Linked DNA regions of Sus scrofa: region 1 is linked to region 2. A link is a contact called in public HiChIP or PLAC-seq data. All regions are on one chromosome and are shown on one strand. The core of a region is the stretch at or near the end of the contact, and the rest is flanking DNA. Distances in the headings are between cores, read along the strand shown. Region 1 has its middle 180 kb from the start of IRS1. Region 2 has its middle 310 kb from the start of IRS1.

What was found. HiChIP or PLAC-seq counts read pairs in DNA pulled down with a chosen protein or histone mark.
Region 1: an H3K27ac HiChIP or PLAC-seq map of skeletal muscle shows a contact between it and region 2. The contact joins two enhancer-like sites.

The regions. Positions count from the first base shown.
Region 1 is chr15:128,129,461-128,132,218 of Sscrofa11.1, forward strand. No RefSeq gene overlaps it. Among named protein-coding and RNA genes, the nearest start is that of IRS1, 180 kb to the right of the region's middle. Within about 2 kb of position 1,346, at least 2 of the 83 cell types and tissues checked have an H3K27ac peak or open chromatin away from gene starts, as enhancers often do. A contact at or near this core is called in skeletal muscle, where this site is marked.
Region 2 is chr15:127,995,885-127,998,604 of Sscrofa11.1, forward strand. No RefSeq gene overlaps it. Among named protein-coding and RNA genes, the nearest start is that of IRS1, 310 kb to the right of the region's middle. Within about 2 kb of position 1,262, at least 6 of the 83 cell types and tissues checked have an H3K27ac peak or open chromatin away from gene starts, as enhancers often do. A contact at or near this core is called in skeletal muscle, where this site is marked.

The DNA of each region.
Region 1 (2,758 bases), core at 96-2,595, 130 kb after region 2:
GATGTGGAAAGAAGGAAAAGGGCCAGGTCACCTCAGAGTTATATACTACATTTTCTCTATAAGTTAGGTTTCCCTTTGCACCTGATATTCAGTAACCTGTTCTTCAACAAAAGAGAACTTACCTCTTATAAGTTGTCCTTTCACTAATTATACTGTTGATTCATATCAAATTTTAATGGGCATCATTAGGGTTAAACTAACACAGCTGAAATAATATCTGTGGTTTTGATCCCCAAGCAGTTTCTCCCCATCCATGCTCCATGGTACCCACCACCCCCTATGTGGACAAACTCAAAACCTAGGAGTCATCCTTGATTTCTCTCTTGGTCTCATTGCTTCTGTTCCCAATAGCCAACCCATTAGCACACTCTATTCAAAGGCTACTTCAAAAATATATACTGAATCCTTTTTTTTCCCTCCATCTCTATGGCCATTCCCTAGCAAAAGACACAAATATCTCTTACCTATACACTATAATAGCCTCCTACTTTTATTCTCAACTCTCCCTCCCACTATCTGCCAGAATGATCACCTCATTACCTGCCAAAAGACATCCAGTGGTGACCAATCCCTCTTCAAGTCCTAGCTTGTTCCTTACTTGTTCCTATGTTCTGGTCTCTAATCCCCATAAAGAATAGTGACCTGATTGAAAACTTTTATCTTGGCAGCTGTTAAATTCCGTGGCCAAAATGAAGGCTTTTTGACTCCAGATGTCTTCAGTATGTTAATTTGAAAAATCTCTATCTGCTAGACTTGCTGTGGGGAGTACATTTACTGGGAACTCTGGTAGATTTCAACAGGACCCATCTGGTAGACCCAACCTGTTATTTTTTAAGAATCAGATATCTAAAGCCTCACTTTGGAACGAAAGAGAATTCTGGAGTTTGATGTTGCCTAACATTACAGGTAGAGATATGACTTGCAATTTTCTGATTAGTAAACAAGAGCAAATTGAATATATCCAGAGAATATATCCTAGTTGTATTCCTACAACCAGGCCATAGTACCATTAGAGAATACAGGTTAAATTCTATGTACTATCAAAGGTCTTTGGTAAAGAACATTTCTTTCCTCTTGGAAACAATTCCTGCCTCCTTAAAGAGAATGTACTTCTGGCTGACAAATCTAATTTTGAGTATCCAAAGGAGTAATTGGCATTCTCTTGGACTAGAGGCTTCATATTCATAACCTAACTCACGCAACCTCAGGAAAAGTTAGCCTTGATTTTTTTTTTTTTTTTTTTTTTTTTTTTTTTGGCGAAGAAACCAAGGCTGGAGGACATTGCAGGGGAGTGAAGGTAGAGCTTGTTTTGGAAGAAGAGTCTGTGCTAAGAATCTGAGCCCTGTACTAATTCCATTCCAACACATGCCCTCCAATTTCCTTGACCAATTAGGCTAGAAGAATTTAGCCTCACCTAACAGCTTTAGAGAATAAAACAATCCTTACACTGTGAAGGAAGTGAAAGAGAAAAGAGAACAAAAAGTAAAAGGGTGGAGAGTATAATAAAGGAGAAAATTGGCACAAACCCTTATTATTATTTGAGGTGGAGTTTATTGGATTTCTAGCAAAATCCACTTTATCTTCTCAAGTCAATCAGATTGATAAACCCTCTGAAGATTTATACCATGCTGTCATTGTTTTTCTGACCCATCTGGTGACTGTGATCATGTTCAAACATTAAATGGGAGGAAAATAAATGTGCATTCTTTCTGGAACGGCACACACATATGTTCTCAGCCTGACAAGTCAGATTCAGCTGAAGAAGATACACACGCAAAAAATGGATCCGCTTAAATAGAAATGGGCTCAAATCGGTTCCCAAGCAGCTGCTTTATTTTGAGCAAAGCTGCATGTAATACTAGATGGGATTAAATATCTCTTTTTCTGATGAGGAGCCAGGCAAATGTTTCCTAGTTTCTAACTTTGTCCCCTTGTTGGATCCCAAAGAGGAACTAGGAGAGCTTTCCAAAGGATCTTCTGTTGAATATGTCACTCAAGATTCTCCCTTGCCAGACCTTTGGTAATTGGAGAAAAATGTCCTAAGGTGAATTGTTTGAGAATAAATCATTCCAAATCACAAAGAAACCGATTCCTTATTCAAGCCTCTCAGACTTCCGGGAAATCCTTTTTGATTTATTTATTTTTTTAAGTTAGGTGCTGATCTTTATTGGCATGCTAAAAAAAGATTTTCTCTCTCTGACTGAAGGTACTAATTCGCTGAAGATAAATCCTCTTGTTTGCACAAGAGGGTTACGAGAATATTTTAATTTGACAGGCAAAGATTTGTCTAATAATTTCAGAAGGTGAAGTTGCTATTGTCAGTTAAAGAGCAAACAGTTTTGGTGTCCCATTTCACAGATAAGAAACTCAGCCAGGCAGGTATAAAATGACTTTATTGGATAGTATATTCCAAGACTCTGAGACTAAGCCAGACAATAAGCCACCAAGTTCTTAAAAACTGCATTTCTTTCCTAAGGTGTGTTTTACAACTGTATTCTTTTTAAGATTACTCTTTTGTTTCAATCCCCTTTCTGACCGGAAATGACCTGGTCTCTTATTTTATTTTTGTTTGTTTTTGATTTCACAAGGTAAAATCCACTTTCTACTTGTGATCCAGGTTTGATTTGTGACATTTTCTGGAACTTCCTAAGGATGGAAAATGCTTGAGAGGGAGCAGGTGGGCGCCTAACTGCATATGGGGGCAGGTGCTAACACCCTGCTGCTTTGGGGGGAGCCAGAATGCCTGGTATGCCTCTCA
Region 2 (2,720 bases), core at 12-2,511:
GGTTTAAAATGAATAAATAAAGGGCATTTGGGGGGAATAAATACTGATGTGATGAGAAGGCACCAGTGAGAATAAACTGTTCTTTCTAACTAAATTTTCTTGGAATTTACGTGTTCCTTCTACTCAAAGGATCCTTTTGGAAGAGTGCGTTGCGTTTTCCTCAGCTGGCAGCTTTTTTTGTTTTTTGGTAAGTAAATCAACTGATTTCTTCAGAAAGAAGCAGCTTATTGAAAGCTTAATGAATTTTTTTTCACCTTGAGAAATCAGCTGTATTTTTAAGTTTCCTTGACCACACGTGTGCTTTGATGAACTTCCCTCCCACCGTGGCAAGAGTTCCAGGTTCCACATACTCCAGCCCTGAGTCTCCAAATTCACTCCACAGTGACCCCAGGAAACATGGAGAGAGAAAAGTCAAAGGGGAGAATTTTTCTTCAAAACGTCTTGAGCGTCCTTTTGAAGATGAAGAAAGAGAGTTTTATCTCCAGTTAAAACAGGCTCTTTGTGGGAAAAATAGACGTGATGATGGATCCAACCTCATTCAGAATTCCAGGCATGCCAAGATACGGCTGGGTTAAATGGGGGAGATGACCCAAAGACCCCATGCTATTTAAAAATAAATAAAATATCTCTGGCAACACGTGCCGCACTCCTATTTGTACTCCACCATCTTACACATTTCACATTCTACCTGTGATGATCTTTCACTCATTTGTTTTTTTTTTTCTTTTTTCTTTTTTTCCTTTGTTTTTTAAAGTATAATTGACTTGCAGTGTTGTGTCAATTTCTGATATAGAGCATAGTGACCCAGTCATTCGTATGTATCCCTTCTTTTTTCTCATGCTGTTTTCCATTATCTTCTATCCCAAGAGAATGAATACAGGTCCCTGAACAAAACAAAGCCATTGGCAATAGCATGGATGGACCTAGAGATGCTCATACTAAGTGAAGTCAGTCAGAAAGACAAAAACCATATGATATCACTTACATGTGGAATCTAAAATATGGCACAAATGAACCTATCTTTCACTCATTTCTTAGCCCCATTTGGATTTATTCAGCCACAATTTACTGAGAACCTCTTACTGGAATGTATGACCTAGGACCTAGAATGGATGGAGCAGACCATGTGGAGAGGAGGGGTGACAGGGTGAGATAGTGACATTGACACCAAAAAGCTCCCGGCCTGAGGACACAGAATAGAGCAGAGACATGGATTAAGTGCCACATGAGCTCTGGGAGAGAGTGACTCATGCTGCCTGGGGTTGGTCTCCGCCAGGAGGAATGCCCTGTGGTGTTTTGTGACCTATGAAACATGGCCAGCCTGCAGCCACCTCTCAAGTCTGTGACCAGACAAGGTTAGCTGTCTCGTGGTTGGCTCTGTCTTCCTCCTGCCTGCATCCTCTGCAACCCTACCCAACCCCCAGCAGTGTGTCTTTAGGCAAACCCTCACTTGACTTCAAACAGCCAGCTTTTTTTATTCCTCACTCCAAAGGAAATTTAATTCGCTCTCTATAGTCTTTGTTACGCAGTTATGCATAAAAAGCTGTGGAGGGGAGAGAGAGACGGGTCCTCTTTTTCTTCAAAAAGCTTACAATCCAGTGGGAGACTTAGACATGTAAAATTCATTTATTTATTTATTTAATTGTCTGTTTATTTTAAATTTTACAGCCAGACCCACAGCATATGGAAGTTCCCAGGCCAGGAATGGAATCTGAGCCGCAGCTGTGACCTATGCCACAGCTGTGGCAACACCAGATCCTTAACACACTGTGCCAGGCTGGGGATTGAACCCACACTGCCACAGAGACAGCACCAGATCCTTAACCCACTGTGCTACACTAGGAACTCCAAGACACGTAAAACTTTAATTGAGAGGGGAAAATGCTGTAATAGAGGTACAAGTAAAATGCTTTGAGCACTTAAAAATGTAGGGTAATTTGGGGTTTGATGGGGTCAGAGAAGTTTTCACAAAGGTTCTGGCATATACACTGAAGCAAGAGGCAAAGACACCTCCCTTGGAGCTCCAAGGAACGCAGTGAGCCAAGGACCAAAAATGCAGGGAGAAGTGGCCCAAGGAAGGGTATCACCAGAGTATAAACTATACAGAAGAACAGTTACAGTGGGAATAGAACATTGTAAAATAAGAGGCCCTTAGAACGAAAATAAATGTTTTCCCTGTATGGATGTCTCCACTGTCATATCTCAACCTTCCTGCCACCTTTCCTTTTCAACAATCAGACAAATGACTGAGGAAATTAGATATTAATCAAATCAAGTGTTCTCTATTGAGAATTGTGCTGTCCAATAGGACCTCCTGCAGTAATGGATATTGAGCCCTTTAAATGTGACCTCTGTGACTCAATAATCAAAATTTCATTTTGTTTGGTTTTAATTGAATTTCCATAGTCCCATATGGCTAAGGCCACCATATTGGACAGCACAGCTCTAGAGAATAAAACTTTATTGAGTCAACAGAATCAAAACATTTTTGAAAAATTCGCATTCCTCTTCTACTAATCAGCCAACAGCAGTGGCATTGCTGGATTTTAAAGATGATACCTACATACATATCAAAAGCCCCACATTAAAAGTAATGAGATACAGTGCTTATATTTAGCTCAGGCATGATAAAACTGCAAAAACATTGTCACTTCCAAAGGGAATCCCTTCGAGTTATCCAGAAGAACCATCTCATCTCCATGTCTACTTGGATAGCCTAC